Linked DNA regions of Ovis aries: region 1 is linked to region 2. Evidence: chromatin contacts called from public Hi-C data. All regions are on one chromosome and are shown on one strand. The core of a region is the stretch at or near the end of the contact, and the rest is flanking DNA. Distances in the headings are between cores, read along the strand shown. Region 1 holds the start of RFTN1 (raftlin, lipid raft linker 1). Region 2 overlaps RFTN1 (raftlin, lipid raft linker 1).

Region 1 (7,442 bases), core at 1,910-4,409, 160 kb after region 2:
GAGTGGGGGGGGGGGTATTTTTCTTTATATAGAAAGTACTCAATCTTCTTTCACAACCAAGGGGACATTCCCCTATGGAAATCCCTTCTCTGAAGACCTTTAAAAATAAAACATGTGTCTGGTCATGCACAATAATTTAAGAGTGAACCCATTTACCTGAAGAGTCAGGGATTTCCCTTAGCTCCTCCATCTACGAAAACAACACGCTCCAGGCTGTCTCGAGTGCTCCCGATTTTCGGCACCTTTGAGCTCAGAAGAACACTGGTCAACCGCGTTCTTGACTTTGAGCTAGGGAAATGAGCCGTGGTATCTGGAATCTGACACATGTATTCCTTGCTGATGGGAGTGTAAAATGGTCTAATCATGTTGGAAGAAAGTTTGACAGCTTCTTATAAAGTTCACATACACCTCTTTTATGACCCAGCAATTTCACTCCATTTACCCATGAGGCATAACAGCACATGTCCCTAGGAAGACTCATAAACAAATATTCACAGCAGCTTCATTCCCCAAACCTGGGAATAACTCTTGTGTCCATTGACAGGGTAATACATAAGCTGGTATAAACTGATCCTGGATCTTAAGTCAGCAATTAAAAAAGAAAAAAAAGGGACCGAATTACTGGTACATAAAACATGAGTGAATCTCAAAAACGTGCTGAGTTAAATAAGCTTTACACAGTATTGTGGATTTCTATAATAAATGAAGTTCAAGAACAGGCTAAACTAGCTTTGAGTGATTGTTAAAAAAAAAGGTGGGGGCACTGACTGGGAATGGGGATGAGGGAACTTTCTGGGGGCAAGGGCAACATTCTCTACCTTGATTACAGACGAGGGTTACACAGGCGTAGGCATCTGTCAAAACATTATGCAAATACTACCCTCAAGATCTGTGCATTTCACTATATGTAGATAGGTACGTATGTATAAATTTCACCTTAAGAAAGTCATGAACATATACTGAACTCTAACAAAACTTCCAGAGGTGACCTGTACCAATGTTTGTAATTTAATTTAAAATGCATAAAACAGAAAGTTGAACTGACGGATGGACAGAGGATGAACAGATGGACAGACGTATAATAAAGCCAATTCAGTACTGCAAAATTATGGCCTCTAGATACCCGTGTCTGGCTGGCCACTGTTCTTCCAAGTTTTCTATATTTTTTAGAAGGAGCTGGGCGTTGGATGAGTCCCTGGATCTTCTCCCTAGCCCACCAACTCAGAGATCTAACAAGACACCCATGCCCACCAAACCAGGGGCCCACATAATTTCAGTTCTGCTGAAAAGTTAAGGCTGGAAGAATGCAAGTAGCTTTACAGGAACTCACATCACTCATGCCAAAGATTTTCTGCCTGTTTCCCTACAGACAAAGCAATTATTTGAATGGAAGCCAAAAATTCCTGCTCCAGAGGGAGAAAAAGAACTCACTGACTTGTATTCCCAATTTATTCTCTTTCGGTTCCTGCACCAGATCAATTAGCTAACTGCACAACACCCTCCCCTTCCATGTGCCCCAGGGTCCAAGCAGCCAAAAGACAAAGAAAAACCAACCCAGAGACAGAGGGATGACGCCCTGCCTCTCAGACCAGAAACCCCACTGAAGGCAAAAGAGGAAGCAAAGCTCCCTCTGAGGTTAAAGTGATTTCACTGAGGTTAGCACACACATGCACCGAAGAGTCCCAGTCAGCTTGCTGCTTTAATCCCTCTGCCGAGTTTGGTGACATCGGGGGTCACTTGAACTTGGTAGGGAATTCAGCCCTGCAGAGGTACCTGGGCATGAGGACATGCGGGGGTGCAGCGCACACCCTCCCCACAGGCGCAGAGGTCACTGACACCACACCCGCCTTCCTTCCTGGCCCGGGCCTCACTTATCCTGAGATGACACCCCATGGCCAGACTGCGCCCAGCATCTGAAAACAGCTGTACCACCAGTTACAAGAAGGGAGTGTTGCTGGAAGCCAGGACAGTCACTCAAACACAGGGACCCGTGCCAAACTGTTGGTTTTTTGTTTTTTGTTTTTAACTTTTTGTTTTGAAAACCCCTAACAAACTCGGTGACACCACCCAGCGTCCCCGGGGACCACCCGCAGCCACACAGGGTAGCCAGGAGACAGCGCCCCCGGGTTACAGCCCCGCGGCCTCCACGCGGCCCTCGGTGCCAAGGCAGCGGCCGTGCAGGTGAAGGGCACCAGCCCCGGGCCCGGGAGGCGGGGTGGGCATGCGCGCCCGCGGGGCTTCCCGAAATAAACGCCGCCGCCGCCACCCTGCCCTGACCCAGGTCCACCCTGGGGCCTAAGAAAGCGGCGAGGACGAGGGAAGAAACCCCCTTACGGAAGGCGAGACAGCGGTTTTCGGTGCCGGGAATTCCCGGCTCCCCGAGTCTCAGCGCCTCCGGGGCGTGCGGCCGTCAGCCCTGCCCCGGGACGGACGCGCCTCGGGGGGCGCACGCACCCCGCCCCAGCTCCCCGCCGCCTCCCCTCCTGAACCCAGATTCCGGGGCCAGCGCCCGCCCGCCCTTCGCGGAGGGCGCCGTGCAGTGTCCCAGACCCACCTGTAGCCTCGAAGCCTCCCCTCCGCTTCCTCCCCCGGCGCCCCCGGGCCGGCGGAGCCCATTACCCCCCACAGACCGCTCTGGGGGTGCCTCTCCCCCTAGCGCGCCAGGGCTGATTTCTTTCTTTCATTTTCAGAAAAGTTGGCCCAAGACCGCCGCGTCCCACGGAGCCGGCCGCCGGCCCCATCCAACCCGAGCCCGGGCGAAGAGGACGAGGGGGGCCCCGGCGCGTCCGAGCAGCACGCCCAGGCCCCCGCAACCTGCAGGGAGGCGTCCCGCGCGGGGCTATCCCCGCCCGCCGGGGTCCCCGCGCCGCTGCACCCACCTCCGCCCCAGTCCCGCAGGCGCCCACCTACCGCTCGGGGCCAGCCGGCGAGAGGGCGCGCGCAGGGGCTCCCGGAGACAGTGTGTTCCGTCCCGGGAGGAAAGTTTGTGCCATGCAGAGGGGGCGGCGCGGGGGAAGGCGTGGGCGACAGGGGGTGGGCGCGGGGCGGGCTGCGAGGCGGGCCCGCGCGTCCGTCCCCCCTGCGAGCGGTGCGTGCGTCCTGCCCGAGAGCCCGCGGCCGCCGCGCTCCCGCTCGCGGCGCCCAGAGCCCGGCGCGCTCCGCCCGCAGCCCCGACGCGCCCCCGTCGCCGCCGCGCGTCCGCCGCCTATACTTCCTCTTCCTCTGAACTCACGGGCAACAGACGCCGCGCGGCATCTTCGGGGGAGCCGCCGGCGCGCCCCACGCCCACCGCGCGCTCCCACGCCGCGCCCCCGCGCCGCTGCCCCCACGGCGCCCCCACCACGCCCCGCGCTCCCACCGCGTCCGCCCCGCGCCCCGCGATCCGCGCTCGCCCCGCGCCCCCACCGCGCCCCGCGCCCGCCGCGCCACCGCGCCTCTGCCCCCAAGGCGCCCCCACCACGTCCCGCGCCCCCACCGCACCCGCCCCGCGCCCCGCGATCCGCCCTCGCCCCGCGCCCACCGTGCTCCCAGCGAACCTCGCCCACTCCGCGCCCCCGCGATCCGCGCGCTGCCCACGGGCGCCCGAGCAACAGACCCTCGCTGCGCCTCCACACCGAGCCCCGTGGCTCCCCCGCCCCACCTCGACCCCTGGTAACCGAGGTCACAAGATCAGGAGCGCGTGTAGGGGACGCGGACCTCCTCCCCCACCAACTCCACGGGTGCCCTCCGAGGAAGGACGGTTGAGAGACCCTCCTGCCTCCCGATGCTGCAGGTGGGCTTGTCCCTGGGCGCTTGAGTTATTTGCTGGGCATTTAGTGCCTAGGGAGCCGGTTAGTGCCACTGTCCGCTTGCCACGCCCTCGCCCACGTACTGCAGGTGCCCAGAAGATGTGGGAAAACCTAGGGAACCAACTTCAGGCCGCCCAAGGAGGCGGTTAGATGCATAAAACATCAGGGCTGCCTTAGTGAAGCCGAGATGGGCGGCCGTGAGCCTGTTGTAAGTCTTTTTTCGTGGAGCGTTTTAAACACAGCAGAATTAAAATGTCAGGGTTACCACCCGGGCGCTAGAGCCAGGGTTCAGGGTGGGCCTTGGGCCTCCATCCGCATTTGCCTTCTGTGTGATGTGGGTAAGTGACTCACCGGCCCTGGGCCTGTTTTCTCCTTCGTTAGGTAGCACTTTCTTGTGGGTTTTATAAGTAAAGTGTTGAGGAACGCACCCTATAACTTAGCTGTTACCCTCTTGTTGTTCTTTTAAGGGGGCTACAGTAAGACAGCCGTTCAGTTCACTTCGTGTCTGACTCTCTGCGACCCCATGGACTGCAGCCTACCAGGCCTCCCTGTCCGTCACCGACTGACATCATCTAATTAATTGTCTACATTTTCTGACTGGGCAAAGAGCGGGTTTCAAGCGTTGGAGCCCACAGGATGGAGGGCTAGTGTAGGCACCGGAGTGTTCTAACGGTGTCCTTCTGGTACTGATGACACCCCCAGGGGTAAGGAAGCCCTATTTTGTTTTCAGGAATTCCTGTAAACACAGTTTCTGGAAGACTCCTGTTTGCTTTTGCCCTAGCCATCCCAGCTCTGTGTTCCTTCCCCCCACCTCCCACTTTGTGTGTGTGTTTTCTTGCCCCTTTCCCTTTCCAGCCCCTGCTGGCTGGTGTCGCTCACCACCACGCTGGCTCTCCCAGTCTCTCCCTTGCTTGGCTTGCCATCTGGGAGGAAACGGGATCAGACGGCAGCCCAGGTCCACATTCAAACAGTATCATGCGGGAAAGGGTGTCCTCTGGCAGCAGGGACGGTTTTGAACACCCACCTATAAGACCCAAAGGAGGAAGCTTTGTTATTTAAATGCCCGAGGCCTAGAGTTATTGCAAGGCAGGCTCCGTCTGAAATCTTTCTGATCCTCACATGGGAGAAGGAAACCAACATTTCTAGGTGTTAACCAGCAGTTCAGAGTAAACACGGAATATTTAAAAGGGAAAAAGAGGAATGCCGCATAACTTGTTGTGTTTGGGGGAGAAGGTTGATTTCTTTTAAGCAAATCATTTTCACTCTATACCATTTTTGCGTTTTTTTTAAAACACTAGGTCCTTGGGGTTAATAAGTTACTCTGTTTTCATTTTCTTCCACTCAACCTCTTCCTGAGTACTGACAGTGTGTAAATGTCTTAAATGATCTTGTTTCCCTGATTGGACCTGCAGTTTTTTAGGGCTTTTCTAAAACTGACCTTTCCCCCTAGATATTCTGACGCTTCCTCTTTGGTACACAGCAGGTGTTTAATCCACATACATGGAGCGGATGTACACAGCAGGTGTTTAATCCACATACGTGGAGTGAATGGGTGAGTCATTCATATCCGGACCTTTTTCAGCCCCGTGTAACGTACACTGATCAGTTACCTGGAGTATGATGCATCTCTTTCACCTGGAATAGCCAATGAGGGGACGAGGTTGGGTTCATTTGTATTGTGTAGAGGTCAGCCTTGATTTTCCTCTTGACTGCCGTGGACTGGCCAGCCAAGGGATACACCCTGGGCAGCTGGGCCTCACCTCTGACTGACCTCATCTACCCAGCATCAACCCCAAAGATGCTGGAGCTGTATCCTGGTGGGTTACCTTGGCAACCTCACAATGTCATCTGTTAGAATGTCCTAGGGCGGCAGCTTTTAATTCTATCACAGCGGTCTCATCGGGGGTCATGTAATGGTGCTGTTTTTCCTCTGCTCACACTTCCTCCCCCTATGATTTAACACTAAGTACTCAAGGAGGGAGCCGAACACGGGGAAAACCAAGCTATTACGGCCCGACAGGTCACAGATGGCCCCAGCGCTGGGATCGTGAGCGTTTGCAGTCGATAAAATGCAGGCCCCAAGTTAATGGGGAAACTGGTTCTCCTCACACCCGCTGTGGAAAGGAGAGGAGTTAAGCGAGCCTAGGCAAGCGTGAGAAGCAATCGTGGCTAGACTGTGCAATTCCTGTAAAAGCTTGGTTCCCGGAGCCCCCCGCTGGAGCAATTCTCTCCCTCAGCCTCAGCAGCATCGCCTCACTCTGGAGATGATTAAGGCCTTGGGTACCGCCGCCCGAGCACTTGTGATGCATTGCAGCTCCGCTGAGCCTGGCTGAGAGGGAAAATCCAAGCTAACCTTCAGTCCTGCCCACCTCCCCCCCCCCCCCCCCCCCCCGCCAGCCCGCACTGCACTCATCCCCTCTCACCAACTTCACTTAAAAACGCTCGGTTCCCGTCCTTGTGTGGAGAGCAGCAGCAACTTCTGCAGAAAACAGACCCATCAGAAGCTACAGAGCCTGAAGAGCTACTGACCTAATTGTTTATTTGCAGGACCACCAAAACCAGATCTTCTCCAGGGCAGCTGAACAGCAACATTTCAGGGCTGACAGGAGAGATAAGCAAACTCATATATGCCCTGGAGGTGCAGGGATTATTCATCTTTATCATCACTGTTAGTATTTTAAGTGGGTTTGCAGCCACAGTGAGATCACAGTTTGGCCAGCCACTCCACACTGAATGGCTGCAGAAAGTTGGCCCTGTGTCGGGCAATACTGCTTCGTTTAAGGAGTTTCTCTAAGGCGCACCAGATCCAGTGGTTTTCACAGGAGCCCCCTGCCCTGTGTTCACTGCGATGGGCACACGCTTGCAGACACACCCTGAGCCAGTTCATGGCGCCCCTGGTCCCAGTGGAGCAGGGCCCCTTTAGGCCGGCGTCCAGACGTGCCCTGCAGCCGCTCAGCCACGTGGGAGTGTGCACTGGGGCGGGGCAGGGAGCCTGTCAGGATGTTTCGTATGTTTGCATTGATGGCCAAGGCCTAGGACTTTTGTCCAAAGTGTAGTCAGACTAGTACTTTGCAAATGCCACCCGCAGACACCACCAGTTTCAGGAAATGTTTGAATGATTGCCAAGTGTTCCATTCACCCCAGTATTTTTTATTTAATGGTTATTCTGCTCCTGAATCCACTCTTCGTTTCATCTCTGAATTCCCAGTCTGTCAGACAGGCAGTTCAGGGAAGCAGGGCCCTCCTGTGGCTGAGACAGAACTCGCTCTCTGGAGCAAAGAGCGGTGTGAGACTCAGGAATACAGTGTGAAGCGCACTGCTCCTGCTGGCCTTCACCAAGAGCCATACCTCTGCACTGGGCATTCCACTAGTGGGACACACCTATTTACTTGCATTTGGGAACAAACTTTATTACCTGAGATAGAAATATGTCAGTTCAGTTCAGTCACTGAGTCATGTCCAACTCTTTGCGACCCCATGGACTGCAGCACGCCAGGCTTCCCTGTCCATCACCAGCTCCCTAGAGTTTGCTCAAACTCAGTCCATCAAGTCGGTGATGCCATCCAACCATTTCATCCTCTGTTGTCTTCTCCTCCTAAATATATATATATATGTATATATATGCAAATATGTAGGAAGTCTGTATGTTCCACA
Region 2 (6,851 bases), core at 3,811-6,310:
TGGGGCGCCGGACAGAGATCCAACAGCATGCTCCCCGGACGAGCGGCGCAGCCCAGGTGGACCTAGGGAGCCAACCCCTGGACCCTAGGGCTCCCCGCGGCCCGGGGGGTCGGGAGGCGGCGCCCGGACAGAGAGCCAACAGCACGCTCCCAGGATGAGTGAAACCCTGGTGGACATAGGGGGCAGAAGCCCTGGGCCCGAGGGGTCCCGCGGCCTGGGGGTGAAGGGACCAGCCCCCCGCGCCTCTCGATGAGCCCCCAGCGCCATACAGCGGATGAATTAAAGGCGGAGCAGGGGCGGAGCAGGGAGACGCCCTCTGGACTCTTTTTTAATTGTCTTGCTGTGATTGCCTATTTAAACCCACCAGCAGGAAGCGGAGTTAAAGCACTTGGCCCTCCTTAGGGGCCCCTGAGTGGAGGGAGGCTGAGAGCGGGGCAGGGGTGCTGGGAGATGCGGTGGAAGCCCCAGGACGGAGGGGATAACAACCAGGATAGGAACTAGGCTGAGCTGGGGGCCAGGCCAGCTGACCAGCGGGGACAGCATCCCTGGCCAGCCTCCGAGGAGGCGGAAACTATGCTCAGCTGATGCTCAAGTGCAAGTTGCTGGGCCGTGCCCGACTCTTTGCGACCCCGTGGACTATCTGTCCATGGAATTCTCCAGGCCACAATACTGGAGTGGGTAGCCTTTCCCTTCTCCAGGGGGTCTTCCCGACCCAGGGATCGAACCGAGGGATCGAACCCAGGTCTCCTGAATTGCAGGCGGATTCCTTACCAGCTGAGCCACCAGGGAAGCACTAAGGCTCAGACTATGAGATAAAGCGTGACTCTAGGAGGGCACACAGGCCACCTCCTGTTTCTGTGACACCAGCATAGTAAGAGCATCTTCCGTCATACAGCTATTGGACGCACGGTCACGCGGGCCAGCTGAGCCCCGGCCCCTGGAGGGCTGTCACCACGATGACCGTCCTCTGTCCCCTCTGAGGCCAGGCCTGGGCACCAGGGCCCCTGTGTGTTCACTGGCTGATGAGAAAGAGGCAAAGATTCATTTATCCCACCGGAAGAGAAGTAACGGTCACAGTGAGCTGCCCAAGTCTCGGAGACCTGTGGCCTCCCACGCAGAGAGCTAAGAGCCACGCTCAGATAACAGACAGACAGCCGCCTACCAAGCAGGACGGGGGGTCAGGGGCACCGTCACCCCTCCCAGCTGCAGTTCTCACGCGCTCTTGGGCTGACCACCTCCAGACGCACCTGAACCTTGCATTCCTCAGAAGGTTCTGGTTTTCCAGGAGAGAACAGGGGTTTGAGGAAACGAGGCGCAGGCCAAGACCCTTGGGTGCTGGGGGCGTTCTCTGTGCACCCAGTGACGGGGGAAGGGTCTGAGGGAGGAAACAGTTGCAGGACAGCAGGGGGCCTGGGGGGACAGTCCTGGGACAAGTCTCCCCGGTTACTCGACCCTAGGAGGCGGCCGGTCTGGAGGGAGTCTTGGAGGAAGGTGCGCTCCGGAACAGGGAACATCAGAAACTCCTGAGGGGCCCTTGCGTATCGATGGCCTCCTTTCTCAAAGCCAGGGCTCCGTGCAGAGCTGGGGGCAATGGTCAGGATGACGGGGCCTGTACCCCAGTCGTGCGGGCTCCTACTTAGGAGTGCTTTAAATGACACGTCCTTTGGCACGCGTCCTCCGTCGCTTCAGTCATGCCCAGCTCTCTGCAACCCCATGGACTGTAGCCCGCCAGGCTTCTCTGTCCATGGGATTCTCCAGGCAAGAGAGGGGGTTGCCATGCCCTCCTCCAGGGGATCTTCTTGACCCAGGGATGGAACCCTCATCTCCTGCAATGTACTCAGATTCTTTACCATCTGAGCCTCCACACACCAAGGCCCTGATGAAACACTAGTCCGAATCTCTCCCAGAAGTGAGGTGGCTACATCTCCCCTTCTAAGTCATCCTTGCAAACAAGCCCCAGAATTAAGCATCCCATAGTTTTCTTTTCGGGATCTACAACATAACAAGAAAAGCCATTTCACCCTTTTTTTTTTTTTCTTCTGCACCGTGTGGCATGTGGGCTCTTAGTTCCCTGACCAGGGATTGAACCTGTGTGCCCTGCAGTGGAAGGGCAGAGTCTTAACCACTGGGCCTCTAGGGAGCTCCTTCACCCTTTTCTGTTCTCAAAGCATAAGCAGTTTCTCATCATTTGTAAGAGGCTAACCTCAAGAATTAGTATATAAATAATAACATTAACTAGGGGTTTCCCTCATAGCTCAGTCAGTAAAGAATCTGCCTGCAATGCAGGAGACCCGGGTTCGATTCCTGGGTGGGGAAGATCCCCTGGAGAAGGAAATGGCAACCCACTCCGGTATTCTTGCCTGGAGGATCCCATGGACAGGGGAACCTGGCAGGCTACAGACCACGGGATCACAAGAATCGGACACGACTTAACAGCAAAACCACCACCACCAATAACATTAACCAGGGAGATAATCCAGAAAGGCCTAAACAGAAAGTCTCCCCAAGACCTGGGCCTCCTCCCATCAGTCTCATCACTCATCACCTTCCAAAGGGGAGACAGCTCGTACCAGGGCCTGGCTTCCAGGAAACAGCAGGACACAAGATTTCTTGGAGCAGGAAACTGAAAGGGAATCACGGGGAAAGGAAGAGCTTCACTGTCTGCAGTCTGAGGGCCTCAGTAAACTCTGATCACCTGTCTGAGCATCACACAGGAAGCAGAAGGTGGGAAGCCAGCCTGGGTTCATCCAGCAGATCTGTCTCCAGCCTGGGCAACGGATGGACTCTGAACCTCAGTGTACTCAGCCGCAAAGGGGGCGACGATGCATACGGGCCATCCACGTCACAGGAAGAAGGAAGCATTCGTTAACACTGGCTGCCAGCCTCCTTCCTGCATCGTTATTTGAAATCTCCAAACTAAAGTCCATGCCCCAGTGGCTGTTAAACACCGTGGCTCAGAGCAGTCACTTCCCAGAGGCCTCTCCCTGGCCGCGCGTGCTCCACAGTACTGGTCTGTCCAAGAGACAGACCCCCCTGAAGCCTGGCTGTTTACAGCGCAAGGGCTCAATCAGCAGCTTCCTGCACACCTCATGCCACGTCCTCAGCCGGCACTCTGGATTTCCTTCTTTAGGCAGAAATTCAAAACAAGAGGACCAGGCGTGGAAGGTGCTTTCTGCACTGGTGCCCAGCCATCACCATGCTTCCTGGGGTCACACGGGGTAATCTGGGGGCAGCGCTTGGGCGTGGGGGAGAAAACACCTTGCGATCTAGAACCTGCTGCACCCGTGACATTCTGGAGCCGAGACAAGTCAGCGTCCCGTGGTCTGCCCACCCCCCACCTCCAGAAGACCCACTCAGGAAGGAAGAGTCAGGAGGCCCGGAAAACAGCTCGACAGCTTCTCCTGTTTGATGGACTGCCATCTCTACACTCGAATTCCATTCATTTTCCTAAAAGGCCCCCGGTGATTACTGAAAAGCTAGCAGCCGCTCTCCACGTGGCTCTGAGTCCCGGCGCTGACATACTTACTGGCCGCGAGCGGCTCTCCAGGCCCTTCCGACAGCGGGTCAGCATCTGGTCCCTCCGGAGTCCCCCGAGCAGGAGACTCTGCGCCATCCCCCTCGCCCGGGGACGAGCTGGGCTGCTGGGCGGCGGGTGTCCCCCCTCTTGGGCCCTGGCCGGGCTCCGGGCTTCCGTCCGTCCCCGCAGCAGCGTCTGCAGCCCCCAGCTCCTCCGCAGCCCCATGACGGCCAGGCTCCTGTGTCTCATCCCGGTCATCTGCTGGGGGGCAGCTGCCCACAGGGCTCCCGGGGCAGCGGTACTGAGGCACGACCCCGACGAACTTCAGGCCCCGACTCGCAGCCTCCTGGATCTGTGAGGCAAACCAGACCAAGGGAAACGGGTAAACGGGACGTTCCATCAGAGTGGGGGCACACGCAGCACCTCAGGGAGGCCTCGGGGGATGTTTCCCGGTGTGTGTGTGTGTGTGTGTGTGTGCGCGCGTGCATCCGCACCACACAGAAAATGGGATCTTAGTTCTCTGATGTTGGAGCTGAAACTCCAATCCGTTGGCCACCTGATGCAAAGAACTGGCTCCTTGGGAAAGACCCTGATGCTGGGAAAGACTGAAGGCAGGAGAACAGAATGACAGGGGATGAGACGGTTGGATGGCATCACTGACTCAATGGGCATGAGTCTGGGTAGATTCCGGGAGTTGGTGATGGACAGGGAGGCCTGGTGTGCTGCAGTCCATAGGGCTGCAAAGAGTTAGACACGACTGAGCGACTGAACTGAACTGAACTGAACTGAGTTCTCCAAGCAGAGTTCGAACCCATGCCCTACTGCACTGAGTCTTAACCAATGGACCACCAGGGAAGTCTGGGTGTTCCTGTTTGAACGTGAAATCTCTCAAGCTGGCCAAGGCTTCACCTCCTCAAGGTGGTGGCCACACCCCAAGTCTGGCCTGACTGGGGACAGAGAGGGGCTTATTTTCTTAAACTGTAAAAAAAATAAATAAATAAAGCATTTGACTGTGAAGGGCTGGGATGGCCTCTCTGTGAAACGCTGCATTAGCCCCAATTAGTAATTTTTTTCAGAAACTGAAAAAAAGCTTCTAAAAGGATGAGCTGGAACAAAAAGAGGCTGAAAGAGGAAGCTCATTTTGCTAAGAGTTTATTTTTTTGTGTGATTCTTTTTTTTTCTGATGAATCACCTACTTCCTGCTAATCAGGCTACCATATAACTCAATACATCTATATAACCACATACTAACTACCAGATGACGTTTTATGACCCAAAGAGCTTCCTCTCTGAAACAATTGCTCTGGCAGAGAAGGGCAAAGGTGGTGAGAGTCACCAGCGTGCAAAAGCTGATGGCACACCCCGAGAGAGGGCACCTCTGAGGACAGCAGCCTGGGGGAAGAACGGGCGCCTGAAGACCATGCCCAGCCTGCGGGCACTGCACGCGGTGCCCCACGGCTCTCCACCCCCATCCGGTCCAGGTGACAAGTGGCACCTTCTCACCGCCTGAGCCTCAAGACGGGGGGCACATGCGTGCACTGAGCTCTCGGCCACGTGAACCCTCCCCTCCCCGAGAAAGCAACCCCGCCCCCACCGCAGGCAACTGAATGTAACTGTCATAAGTGAAAGACAAACGGAAAGTAAAAGCTAAACAACAGCAAGAGCTGGCCAAAATTAGAAGACGAGCATTAGGGGACGTGCTGGGCAAGGGGGCTCAGGTCACTTTACAGATGCAGCAGGAAGGGGAGACCGTAGAGCCCGGGAAGCTCAGTCACCAACCCCTGAGTGGATGACCTCAGAGAGCCGCCAGGCGTCAGCAGAGACCCTCTCCTGTCATTTGAGAAGGAGTAAGAAACATCAGAACGTGAAGAGGAACTAAAAAGCTTCTTGATGAAAGTGAAAGAGAAGAGTGAAAAAGTTGGCTTGAAGCTCAACATTCAGAAAATGAAGATCATGGCATCTGGTCCCATTACTTCATGGGAAATAGATGGGGAAACAGTGGCAACAGTGAGAGACTTTATTTTGGGGGGGCTCCAAAATCACTGCAGATGGTAACTGCAGCCATGAAATTAAAGGGCGCTTACTCCTTGTATGGAAAGTTATGACCAACCTAGATAGCATATTCAAAAGCAGAGACATTACTTTGCCAACAAGGGTCCATCTAGTCAAGGCTATGGTTTTTCCAGTGGTCATGTATGGATGTGAGAGTTGGACTGTGAAGAAAGCTGAGCACCAAAGAATTGATGCTTTTGAACTCTGGTGTTGGAGAAGACTCTTGAGAGTCCCTTGGACTGCAAGGAGATCCAACCAGTCCATTCTAAAGGAGATCAGTCCTGGGTGTTCATTGGAAGGACTGATGTTGAAGCTGAAACTCCAGTACTTAGGCCACCTCATGCGAAGAGTTGACTCATTGGAAAAGACTCTGATGCTGGGAGGGATTGGGGGCAGGAGGAGAAGGGGATGACAGAGGATGAGATGGCTGGATGGCATCACCGACTTGATGGACGTGATTTTGAGTGAACTCCGGGAGTTGGTGATGGACAAGGAGGCCTGGCGTGCTGTGATTCATGGGGTCGCAAAAAGTCAGACGCGACTGAGCGACTGCATGAACTGAACTGAAGAAACACCAGCACGAGCTCCTCTTTAAAGGAGAAGCAAGCCTCAGCCCCCTTCACGGATGACCCACCCTAACTCACGGCAGAAGGTCATTTTAGTTCAGCCCTGGCCTTTCTGGAAAATGATCTGGAGCAGTAATACGAGTGTATAGCCCAGTTCAGTTCAGTCACTCAGTCGTGTCCAACTCTTTGTGACCCCGTGGATTGCAGCACGCCAGGCCTCCCTGTCCATCACCAACTCCTGGAGTTTACTCAAACTCATGTCCATTGAGTTGCTGATACCATCCAACCATCTCACCCTCTGTCGTCCCCTTCTCCTCCTGCCTTCAATCTTTCCCAGCATCAGGGTCTTTTCAAATGAGTCAGTTCTTCGAATCAGGTGGCGAAAGTATTGCAGTCTCAGCTTTAGCATCTGTCCTTCCAAAGTCTAGCCTGTGCTAGACATAATGATCACCATGGATCTACCATGTGTGAAACCCTGCACCATGCTTTTTATATCAATGGTTTGGCCTAATCCTCGAACAACCCTACATGGTATCCTGATCTTCATTTCAGAGGAGGACACTGAAGCCCAGAGCCATTTAAAGTCATAAAGTGAGCTGTGGGAAGTCAGGTTCCAAGTCAGGTTTGGCTCAGGTCCAAGTTAACTCTTAAGTACAAGGCCAAGTGGACACGTGTCAAAGCGTCAAGTTCTGCGACACGCACATGTCCACACAAAT

Evidence for each region. A called contact is a pair of places that touch in the nucleus more often than the background predicts.
Region 1: a Hi-C map of liver shows a contact between it and region 2, with 2.9 times the contacts expected there. The contact joins the promoter of RFTN1 here to the enhancer-like site in region 2. A contact is called at or near these places in 3 of 16 Hi-C or Micro-C datasets (hypothalamus, liver and muscle).

The regions. Positions count from the first base shown.
Region 1 is chr1:274,585,277-274,592,718 of ARS-UI_Ramb_v3.0, forward strand. RFTN1 (raftlin, lipid raft linker 1) reads right to left here and starts at 3,160. Exons shown (of 8, transcript XM_042238759.1): 1 at 2,911-3,160. It overlaps LOC105605032 (a long non-coding RNA gene), which reads left to right and starts at 3,518. Exons shown (of 2, transcript XR_009595862.1): 1 at 3,518-4,492; 2 at 5,272-7,442.
Region 2 is chr1:274,428,056-274,434,906 of ARS-UI_Ramb_v3.0, forward strand. RFTN1 (raftlin, lipid raft linker 1) reads right to left here. Exons shown (of 8, transcript XM_042238759.1): 5 at 3,527-3,869. Among named protein-coding and RNA genes, the nearest start is that of OXNAD1, 140 kb to the left of the region's middle. Within about 2 kb of position 5,061, at least 12 of the 54 cell types and tissues checked have an H3K27ac peak or open chromatin away from gene starts, as enhancers often do. A contact at or near this core is called in liver, where this site is marked.